Regions from separate parts of the Mus musculus genome. Here region 1 is linked to region 2. A link is a contact called in public HiChIP or PLAC-seq data. All regions are on one chromosome and are shown on one strand. The core of a region is the stretch at or near the end of the contact, and the rest is flanking DNA. Distances in the headings are between cores, read along the strand shown. Region 1 overlaps Arl15 (ADP-ribosylation factor-like 15). Region 2 holds the start of Cspg4b (chondroitin sulfate proteoglycan 4B).

What was found. HiChIP or PLAC-seq counts read pairs in DNA pulled down with a chosen protein or histone mark.
Region 1: an H3K4me3 HiChIP or PLAC-seq map of embryonic stem cells shows a contact between it and region 2, with 5 times the contacts expected there. The contact joins the enhancer-like site here to the promoter of Cspg4b in region 2. A contact is called at or near these places in 1 of 484 Hi-C or Micro-C datasets (cortical neurons), 4 of 115 datasets of contacts at active chromatin or transcription factors (embryonic stem cells, extraembryonic endoderm stem cells and stem cell-derived neural progenitor cells) and 1 of 9 other capture datasets (embryonic stem cells).

The regions. Positions count from the first base shown.
Region 1 is chr13:113,846,979-113,852,275 of GRCm38.p6, forward strand. All of the region lies in intron 1 of Arl15 (ADP-ribosylation factor-like 15), which reads left to right. Among named protein-coding and RNA genes, the nearest start is that of Arl15, 55 kb to the left of the region's middle. Within about 2 kb of position 3,648, at least 22 of the 459 cell types and tissues checked have an H3K27ac peak or open chromatin away from gene starts, as enhancers often do. A contact at or near this core is called in embryonic stem cells and extraembryonic endoderm stem cells, where this site is marked.
Region 2 is chr13:113,289,786-113,294,759 of GRCm38.p6, forward strand. It overlaps Cspg4b (chondroitin sulfate proteoglycan 4B), which reads left to right and starts at 3,385. Exons shown (of 10, transcript NM_001378698.1): 1 at 3,385-3,549. The coding sequence starts at 3,471.

The DNA.
Region 1 (5,297 bases), core at 2,398-4,897, 560 kb after region 2:
TCCCTGCTGCTGGGCTTGTTTATTGAGATTAAGGTTGGATTTGCCCTGGAGCAGGGCAGTCATGGGGGTATAGGCAATTATTCTAATATGAGTACTTACAGTTATTTCCTTAAAGTATGTTTTTAGGTGTGAAATTGTGGGGCCAAGGGTCTGGATCCTGAGAGATACACTAGCTTATACTTCTACCAGCTAAATGCTAGAATGGCTACCTTCTTCCATATTTCAACATTACTATTATAATCTAATATCATAATTTATATGATTTATAATTATAATTTAAATCAAAATTTTAAAAGTCATCACTGAGATGCAGGAACATCTTGTCCACCTCTTTTTTTCTTTTTTTTTTGGTGTTTACACTAATGATAGCTTTGTGGTTTTTTACTACTGAATTGAAAAAAAATTTTTTTTTGATAAAGTGATTTCTGTTTGAAAGTTTATATTCCCCTTTGTGTATGGCAGGGTTCTTTTGTCATTTGCTTGTTTTGTTTTTAGACAAGGGTCCATGTATATAGTCCTGGCTATCCTGGAGTTGGCTAAATAGACCAAGTTGCCCTGGAACTCACAGAGATCTGCCTGCCTCTGTTTCTCAAGTGCTGGGGATTAAAGGTGTGTGTCACCATGCCTGGCCCACAAAGCAACCATCTAGAGTAGTTTGCAATATACCTACAATAATTATATATACGTATGTCCATTTGGGTAGCTGGTCTTTCCTGGGAACATGAGATCAGAAAATTGAAGCATTGGGATAGTGGGGAAAAGTTACAAGGCCTGCCCTCGAATGCCCAAGATGGTTCCTTTCATTCTGTTCTATCCCATAATCGGCTCAAAGTGGCTAACTTTTTCATAAAACCATCATGGGAGTTTCTGTGACTTATAGCCACAGTGGTTCCTCTTGTCAAGGTCTCAATGACTTAACTATAAAGATCAGTGAAGAAAAGAAATCTGGACCCCAAACTCTTGTTCCCGTTGTCTTTAGACGCACAGTGTGGTGAGCAGGCTAGAGGAGAATGTCAGAAGCTATATCGCTGTTTCGGTGGCATGACATCACAGATGCTGAAGAAAACAAATTTCAAGGAATCAAATATATCATAAATACATCAAATATAAATTGTGCAGTAAATTAAAGTCATTACATGCGTAGACTAGCCACACTGCAGGTCCCCAAGCTGAAAACTGTGAGCACCTCTTGAGGCTGAGAACAGGTCCTGAGACCATTCTCTTGTGGAAGCTGGCAGAGGAGCGCTGTCGTCTCATTTGGGTAGAGGGCTCACCATCGCTATTGCATAGAGAACCTAAATGATCGTTTATTTTTGAAAGAGAAGGTGTTTATACATATTCTGTTTTTCTTGGCTCTTTCAGCTACCATTCAGCTCTCATTAGTGATTTTTAAAAAAATTTTACTAAAGTATCATGAGTTGACACTGTATCTACAGGATTTAGTTATTAGTCACAAAACAACAAAACAAATAAATAAAGCAGAAAATGAAACAAAACATAAGACATGCCATTTTGTCATGAAGTCGATAACTCCTTTTTACTCCTTATCACTAAAATACAAACTTTGTTAAAATTAGATTTAAGAAGCATTTATCCCTTTTCTATAATATTGGTGATAATCTCATATTTCAGAATGTAACCTTTATGTTTATGAAACTTTTTCTTCTATCTAAGAACTCAATCACTTGTACACAAATTCTGTGTTACACTCAGCAAACCTCTCATTTGACAACTCACTTAGGTTATCTGCACAAACCCTACTTCTCTAAGTTTGAAGCAAAAGGAGCCGGGCTCAGAGCTCCAAGCCATAAGTTCCATTTTCTTACAGTGGTACTGTACTGCACATTTTAAGTAACAAATGACAATCCTGTTTTATCTTTCCAGAATTTATTTATCTTTTTATTCACATTGCATCCCAATCATAGCCCCCACCCATCCCCCACCCAGCCCCCATTAATGATCTTAAAAGATTCAGGAAATTTCAGAAAGATCTGCTAACTTGGATAAACAAGAACCCCATTGATATCTTAAGCTGACATATGCATTTATAATGTGCCCTACTTTTAAACAAGCCCCTCCTTTGTCTCAATGGTGTAATCTACTGTACCTTTAAAATTAGTTTTTCCATCTTTTCTCCTACCTTGGCAGAGAAACCACTTGTGTCTACACTGAAGTCTGGTCCTTTGGAATATGGGTAGTGTCCTTATTAACCACCTGCTGATCAAAGCTCGGAAGGCAACTTAGAAACAAGTGTCAAGAGCAGCAAATGCATTCCTTCTAAAAAGAAGTCTGCAAACTTTGACTTCAAAACTTCTGGATGCGCTTTTGCAACTGAAAGGCTCTGAAGAAATGAACCGAGCCAACAAAGTAGCTCAATGGGGGAAATGGAAGAACTTTCCACAGTTGGGGAATTCTACTCAATTCCCCAGCAAATCTTTCGCCTGGAGTAGTGTTGAATTTTTTTTTTCCAGCATGTTACGTGCATTCACAAGTTTAACACAGTGTTGTGTCATTTATCCAGGTAGCCCTCAATGCTAGGTCTGTAGTGCAGAACATTATCTATCTTCAATGGGCTGATAGTATTGCATATCTCTGAGTACATTCTAGATGACCGTTTTTAATTTATTCATCAAACAGTTTTGTGGGCCTGACTTTTCTTCCATGAATTTGTGCCTTATGTAGAGTATGCTTAGGAGCTGTGTTCTGCGTCAGTGTGTCAACCGTGCCTGGGATTGGAATCACATGGGTGACAAAGACTGGTGGCTAGGTAAAGGCGGTGGCGCAGGTTTGTAATGAATACATTCACGGCTTGGGTACAGAGCGTCGTAACACATCTGAGATACCAGGTGCCATCCCCGCAGTGAGAAAGGGAAGGGGGACAGATACAAGGCTGAGGGCGAGCCTTCTTCACCCCTAGGTTAGCCAAGTAACTCAGTGTTGGGGGTTTGTACTTGGGGTTTTGTAATGTTTCAGTGTTGGGGGTTTGTAATGTTCCCCAAGTGATTTTAGTGTGCAACAGAGGTTGGCACCTTAGGGCTTGTAAATAGTATAGCATTCAGAATATAAAGTCTGAATTTTCTTGGCTCCATCCTTCTTCCTTAGATTAGGAGAAGGGTGTTGATAGCCATTTCAAAATACATTATTGGACAATTTAAAAAAATTATTCAGGGTGTGTGCGCATGCTTTTGTGTGTGTGTGTGTGTGTAGTCAGTTCTCTTTGTATTTTGCTATGAGCTCTGGAGGGCAAGCAATTTCCCTCTGAGCCATCTTGACCGCCCTAACTGAACCTTTTCCTTAGTTCTTGTCTGATTCACAGTATTAGGTTTTCTTTAGGCTCTCTGAGTCGTGCTTAGTATGTTGAAAACGTGATTTAATTTAGTATAGGGCTGGGTTGAAAACAAACTTTAAGCAAAGTTACCTAACAGTGCAAGACTACCTTTGTATCCTTTTGTGCCTGTTTGTAATTCTCCATCTCTTCAGAGCTGGCTTGTCCTCACTACAGATGCCTGCTAGAGAGGAACTCCCAGTTGACTCTGCCTGTTTTGCACCTCGTACCCTTGCCTCTCATCTTCAGTGTTCCTGCTATCACTGGAGGCAGCTCCTTATCTGTGAGCCTTATGAGCCCTCCTCCTCACATCCCCAGTTCTTCCTACTGTCTTCTCCCTCATAGGCCTTCCCCTGCATACCCTCCAGAGCCTTCATGATCTTGTTCCTCCCACATCAGACTGCAGAATCAGGTTGTTGACGCTCTTTAGCTCTTTACTTTTAACTGGGTTTTGAAAAGCCGGGCTCTTTCAGGTCGACCAGTTCTCCCAATTGTACCTGATGCATGCATTTCCCCGCTCAACTTGGCTCCTTGCCCAGGCATTGTCCACACTTCCCACGCCCCAGGAGATGTAAATGCTAGTCCCAGCCATTGATTGTTCCAGGCTGCCTGACAGAAACCCATCCCCTGTTCTTGTGCTCTAATGTCCTCTGCTATGCCTCAGGAATTTCGGGAACCTCTTAAACAACAGGGGAGTCCCTTCTTCACCTCTACGGCTTCCTTTCTTTTATTGTCTAACATCTTTAAGCATGTTTATTTTGTACGTGCTTGCAGGCATGAATGAGTTCGCATATTTGTGCATGCACACGTCACAGGTCTGTGTGTCGAGGTCAGAGGCCAGGCTGCAGGAGAGTTGATTATTTCTTTCCACTATGTTGGTTCTGAAGATTGAACTCGGGTCACCTTCCTTAGTGGCATGTGCCTTTGCCCTCTGAGCTGTCTCCTCGGACTTATTATCACTATTCTTGAAAAATATTTCCCTGCCCACATCTACATTCTTCTTCTCCTCTTAGGCTTTCTCGGAAATTATTTTACTGAGAGTAGAGATAGGAACCCTTTCATTTTTTCCCTTCTAACTCCTGTATTACATTTTCTCCATCTCCTCCTGCCTTTTTCATCTCTCGTTAATAGGATTCAGAGCGGAGCAAGGCAAACTCAAGCCTTTGAGCTATTTTGCAACTATTTATGTTGCACCTGGTGTGTGAAAGATACCTTCCTTCTTAGGAGTCGTGCAAACCCCACCCCTATTGATGTCTTCTTCTAGAAGGGAAGACCCACAGTTAGCAAATCAATAAGCCCACACAGGGATATCAGGTGTTCGTAAGACTTGTAGTGCTTAATAAGTCTTGGGGAGGAATTTACCGGGTGGGAATCAGTAAGTAGGCTGGGCAGAGAAGACAGCCCAGATTCTGAAACTAAGAGAGCTGGCTCAGTCAGGGAAACAGCCAAGTATGGCTGGAGAAACTAGGGGGCAAGGGAAAGAGGGGAGGGGCAGAGGACATGTGGATGTGGACAATGAGGGTAGTGTCTTGTCGTTATGAGGAGTTTAGCTTTGATTCTGAGAATGATGGGAAATGTTTGTTTGGAACACTTCCCATCTTTTTGAAGCTAGTTTGTGATAACATCCTTCCCGCCCCCCCCCCCATCCTCCGCCCCCGGAGATTGCTTATAGCATATATGACCCTTATCTGGCATTGGAATCATTTCTGCTATTTTGGGGGAGGTTACAGTCGTGGGATAAGTCAGTCACAGGAGGGAGGGCGCTGAGAGTTAGAACTGGGTTCAGGAAGAGTCCAGGAAGGAAGGCACTGGATGGGTTTATGGGAAGAGAGGCTGAGATAGCTGAAGAGTTCCAAGGAGGGGGTGAAATGGAGGATGGGTCTCCTTCCCAGCATGCACCTTGTGCTGAAGTCTGCAGAAGTTAAGACTGCATTCTTTAGACAGCAAGTGACGCGAGCGTCTGAAAGAGCAC
Region 2 (4,974 bases), core at 2,135-4,634:
TTAAAAGCTCCAAGTTTATTAGCCATCACTTCCTTGGCTCGTGTAAGGAAATTCAAGCATTTCATGTTTCCCTATGTCCTAATTAAAAGGGCTTTATTAAATGGTGCAGCAGCCCCGATACCAGTGATAACTAATTAGAATCATAAAATGTTGAGCCTGGAGGGAGTTTATTTAATCAATGCCTTTCATCTTTTAGGGCGAGGGAACAAGCTGGTGTGGTATGTGATTTGCCACACATCTGCTACCGGAGCTGTAGCTCCCACACCCCACTTAGTTCAAGAAATCAGCAATACTGTGGGTAGTCAGAGGATGCTACAGTCTACTAACAACACAACAGGATGAGACTTCAGTTGTTTGTACACTAAGCATATAGAAGGAAAATAAAATAGCCCTTTATTCTAAAGATAAAACCGAGGATGTTGGAGGCTGGCAGAGGAGCCCTATGGCCCTGCTTGGGCTCCCAGGTACAGTAGTACCTGGTGAAATCTTACCATGAACCACACACAATGCTCAATATGTAATCGTGAGTCTATGAGGCTATCGTATCATAAGCCTTATAGGATCTTCAATCTAGACAAGGAGACACATAGGCCTCGTAAGATTAGTACCCCAGCTTACATTTGTAAGAGGTCTTTCCAGATACCAAGCCATGTTCTTAGAGATGACAATTGCATAGAACCCCTTCTGGAAGACATTGATAAGGCCTCTTTGGGAGGCTGTTTGTGCTTTTGGACTGACTCAGATTCTACATACCCACAGAGCCTGAGCTAAATTAACCCTTTCAGCTATACTAGACCTGATCACACATTGTAACTTCGGTGCTTTGGTAGGACAGAATCAGCCCGGGCTAACATCGATTTACATTCTGAATGCAACATTTAGAAAGTATCTCGGTTAGGGTTCTATTGCTGCGAAGAGACACTATGACCATGGCAACTCTTACAAAAGAAAATGTTTCAGGGGTGGGGTCGGGGGAGGGGTTTACAGTCCATTATTGTCATGGCAGGAAGCATAGCTGGTGCAGGCAGCCATGGTGCTAGAGAGGGGCTGGGAGTTCTACATGCAGATCCTCAGGCAGCAAGAAGGAAGAATGGGCTGCTGGGCCTAGGATGAAGGTCTGAAACCTCAAAGTCTACCCTAGGTGACCCACTTCCTCTAACAAGACCTCACCCACTTCAACAAGGCCACACCTTCTAATAGTGCCACTCCCCATGAGCCATTTTCGTTCAAACCACCACAGAAAGCTAAAGCCTGGGGCTCCAGATATTTGGTGTGATCTTCAGAAGGAAGAAACAAAGGTCTGGGTTGTCCTTTATTTACACTGGGCTGTAAACGGTGGGAAAACAAAGTAGTAAAGGTAGCAGGTTTTCTCTAGAAATTGTAATTCTTTTTGGCTTAGCCCCATTTGGCTGCTTATTCTGTGGATTGCCATGCCTTGCTTGATCAAAGTACACGCACATTTTGGAGGAGAGAAGACACAAGAGAACTGGACGTGGATGAGTGTAGAGAGGCTAGGGGTAGAATTCTACCTGTAGAGGAAGCCAATTAGAAGTCTGTTGCTTGTCTCCGGGCTTGCAAATATGTCTTGCGGACAAGGTTTGGATACAAAGTATTTCCCACTACACCCCACTCCAGCCCACAAAAGACCCATGTGTTCTCAGCTGGTTGCACTCTTGGCATTGAATCATAAGAGGTTAATCCACTGATCATTTTACAGCAATGGGCTCTTAGAATGTGGGGTCCCAGGGGAAGGAAGTAGGTCAGTGGGAGTGTCTTTGAAGATATATTTTTATCTTTGGACTCTGCTGTGCTCTCTGCTCCCTGGTCGCCATGAGGGAAACACCTCTCTCTACCCTGCCTCTCCACCATCATTTTCTGCTACACTTGAGGCCTAAAATGGGGAGAAAGCAGCTGACCTGGGACTGAAACCACCAAAGCTGTGAGCCAAATCAGCCAACTCTCCTATAAGTTGTTTTTGTCAGATGACTTGTCACTGTGACAGGCCACCAAACAGGCCACCAATATACACACCAGCACATTACCATGCTTGGGCTCACACTGACAGGTTGCTTTTGGTAATAAGTTAAGTATGGAACTTAACTCCAGGGAGATTCGGTTAAAAGTGGACGTGAATGGTTTATGCAAAAACGTCCGTGAAATGATTAAGGAACAGTTGGTTTCAGGGCTGGCTCATGGAGGTAGTAGACCCCAGGTGGAGCTACAACCTTTTTCTAGGTCCTGTCTTCTTTTTGTGCGCTAGCTTATTAGAAAAGTCAGAGCCATTCATAGTTTCTCTGCCTCCCACTCCGGAGAGTTGCAGGCCCTCTTCCTTAGATGCATTCAGTGGAAATCTTCAGATTGGAAACTGCCTGGCCCTGCTCCAGTCACGAGTACCCACCCCAGCCCATCACGTGACAGAGAGGGGGTTCTTAGAAGTGGATGCCAACTCCTAATTCCCACACATGGTGAGGCAGGCAGAGAGTACAGTTTCTCTAAAGGAGGGCGAGGTTCCCAGGATCATGGAAGGCTGCTGGGTGGACGAAACGTATTCTTTTTAGAAGTGGAACAGAGGCCTCACAGATTTTCGGCTGCAGAAAAGGTCAAAATGTGATTCTTTGCTTTAAAAAGCACTTTATTAAAGAACCAAGAATGGAACGGGTGGGAAATGAAGTCATCCTTGGTTTTGCTAAGAACAAAGCAGGACTAACATTGACTATCCTGGTAGCTGGAGAGCTGCCATTTTGACCACCCCGAGCATCGCAAAATGTAGCCCAGGGAAGCTGGTTTTAGAGAGCCCTGGAATCGTCTGGTCCAACCATCTCCTTGGACTCTACTTGTGTGGGGGTGTCTCCTCCCTGTGACTTGTAATCATGGCTCCCAAGGTAAGACGTGATATCGACACATAAAATCTTAGACCTTATTCTGACAGGCAGTTGCTCCAGAAATTCAAAGGTTTAACTCGGACTGAGCTTTAAAAAAAATCTAAAAGTAAGGCTCACATTTGCAAAGAAATGACAGGCTACTTCTTTCCTACCGTGTTCTGCTCATCCAACACACATTCACAAACATTACACAGAAGGCCCGCTTTAGGATAAGGCTGAGAAAAACCCACTGTCCCCCTGGGATGTGCTGTGGTCATAGGGACAGGTTGTTTCAAGGCCAGCCTAGGTCCTGCCCTTCTATCCCCTCAGCCTGCTGCCCGGAGCTCCCCGTTCCACCCAGGGACACTAAACTTCAAATCTGCAAGCAGGGGAGGGGACCACCGACTCCCTGTCCTGTTTGTAGCCTGCACTGCCTTGGAGCCTTCGATCTAGCTGGCTCTGATCCCGCGCAACAGCTGCAGGTCGCAGAAGTGCCCCGCCCCGTCGTGTCGCGCGGGGCGCCGCCTCTCTCCAGGCTTTGGGGCGCGCAGGCGGGTCGCGGGCCGCGCAGGTAGAGCTCGGCGCGGGCCCCGGAGACGGCGCGGCGGGATGGGGCGGCCCGGGGCCTGCGGCCTCCTGTTGCTCACCGCCTTTCTGGGGCTCTGCGGGCCGCGCGGGGGGCTCGGAGGTACGCGCCCCAACTTCCCTTCCCCGCCCGAGGCGGGCCGAGCCAAGCGGCGCTACGCGGAGAGGGTGGGCGGCCGGTAGGAGTGTGGGTCGGGTCCGGTCCGGTCGAGTCGGAGGCTGGGCGAGCAGGGCGCGCGGCCCTCGGTCCCTCAGGCCCCCAGGCGCGATCAGGCCCCTTGTCCCCAAGCTGGGCAGAGGGGAGGACGCGACGCGGCCCTGCTCACAGGCTTGCTGGCGGCCGACCCCTTCCAACTCCCAGCCCCAGCCTGTGCCCCACCTCCTCCCGGTGTACTGAGTTTTAAGGTCGGCCACCCGACCAGCAGAATGGCCGACTCCTGCGGGCAGCCCGGCTGCATCTTTTCAGTTTGGGTCTGGAGCTCTTTGGTCTCACGTGAAATGCAGTGAGTGGGGGACCTTCTGTTCACCTGGGCTAGTCTTTGACCCCTGGTTTCTTGTCCCTGCACCGTAGGGAACCTTAACTTTTCTGAGCTCAAATACTTAGTGTTTTATTCCCCCCCCCCCCCTTGGCTTTTTGCCTCCCTCCAGATTACTAAACACGTGGTTCTTTGGACTTTTATGAGCTCCACTTCCTAGGCCTTCCCAACATCAATTCAAAAATGACTTCCAGGTGACTTTGTTTTTAAACGGGAAAAGAAATTCTAAATCACACGTGTTGCATGTGCATAGTATTTAGATGAAATTCTCAGGATTTAAATTCATTTTCAGAGTGGCCGAACAGCATCGCTGCTTGCATGATCATTGCGTGATGACGTCATTTGGCCTCTTTGGAGTCCAAGGGCCTTCTAGGTTCTTGAAGATGCCTCACCCTTCCACTTCTTCAGGCTGCTCGGAAAAGCTCTACTCCTTCTTTATCCTCCTTCATATTTCCTAGGTCCTCATCTGCAGGCTGCCTTGCCCCTTCATGACTGATTCCAAGGGTGGGTGTGGCAAAGGGTCGGAGGAGGCTTGTTGGCTGCTGTGACTGACTGAAGGAACAGGTGTTGAGTCTAAGAGGAGAGACTCCAAAGGGCAGTGAATGGACTTTGGAAGAAAAACCCACATGGCTTCAGACAGGGGGCCAGTAATAGTATGGGGGCAAAGAGAAGTTTACGGATTAAGAGTCAGTGAGGGAGAACTTCAAACCCAAGGGCTATATTCTGTTCTCAGTTACTACTCTGGGCCTCTGTAAATTTACTACGATAATAACATCTTCCACGAGGCTTAACTAAAACAACTGCTTAGCAGCCAAAGAATGGTCAATAAACACCCATTTCCTGCCTTTCCTATCCATTATGTCCGCAGTTAGTGGGGTAGGAGACAGTAGGGCACAATATTCCCTAAGGTTAGGAGTGTGGCTTCTTTGTTGAATTAAGAATCCCGCAGCACGCGCTGTAACATGTATGTTCTTCAAGCTGTCAGGACAGCA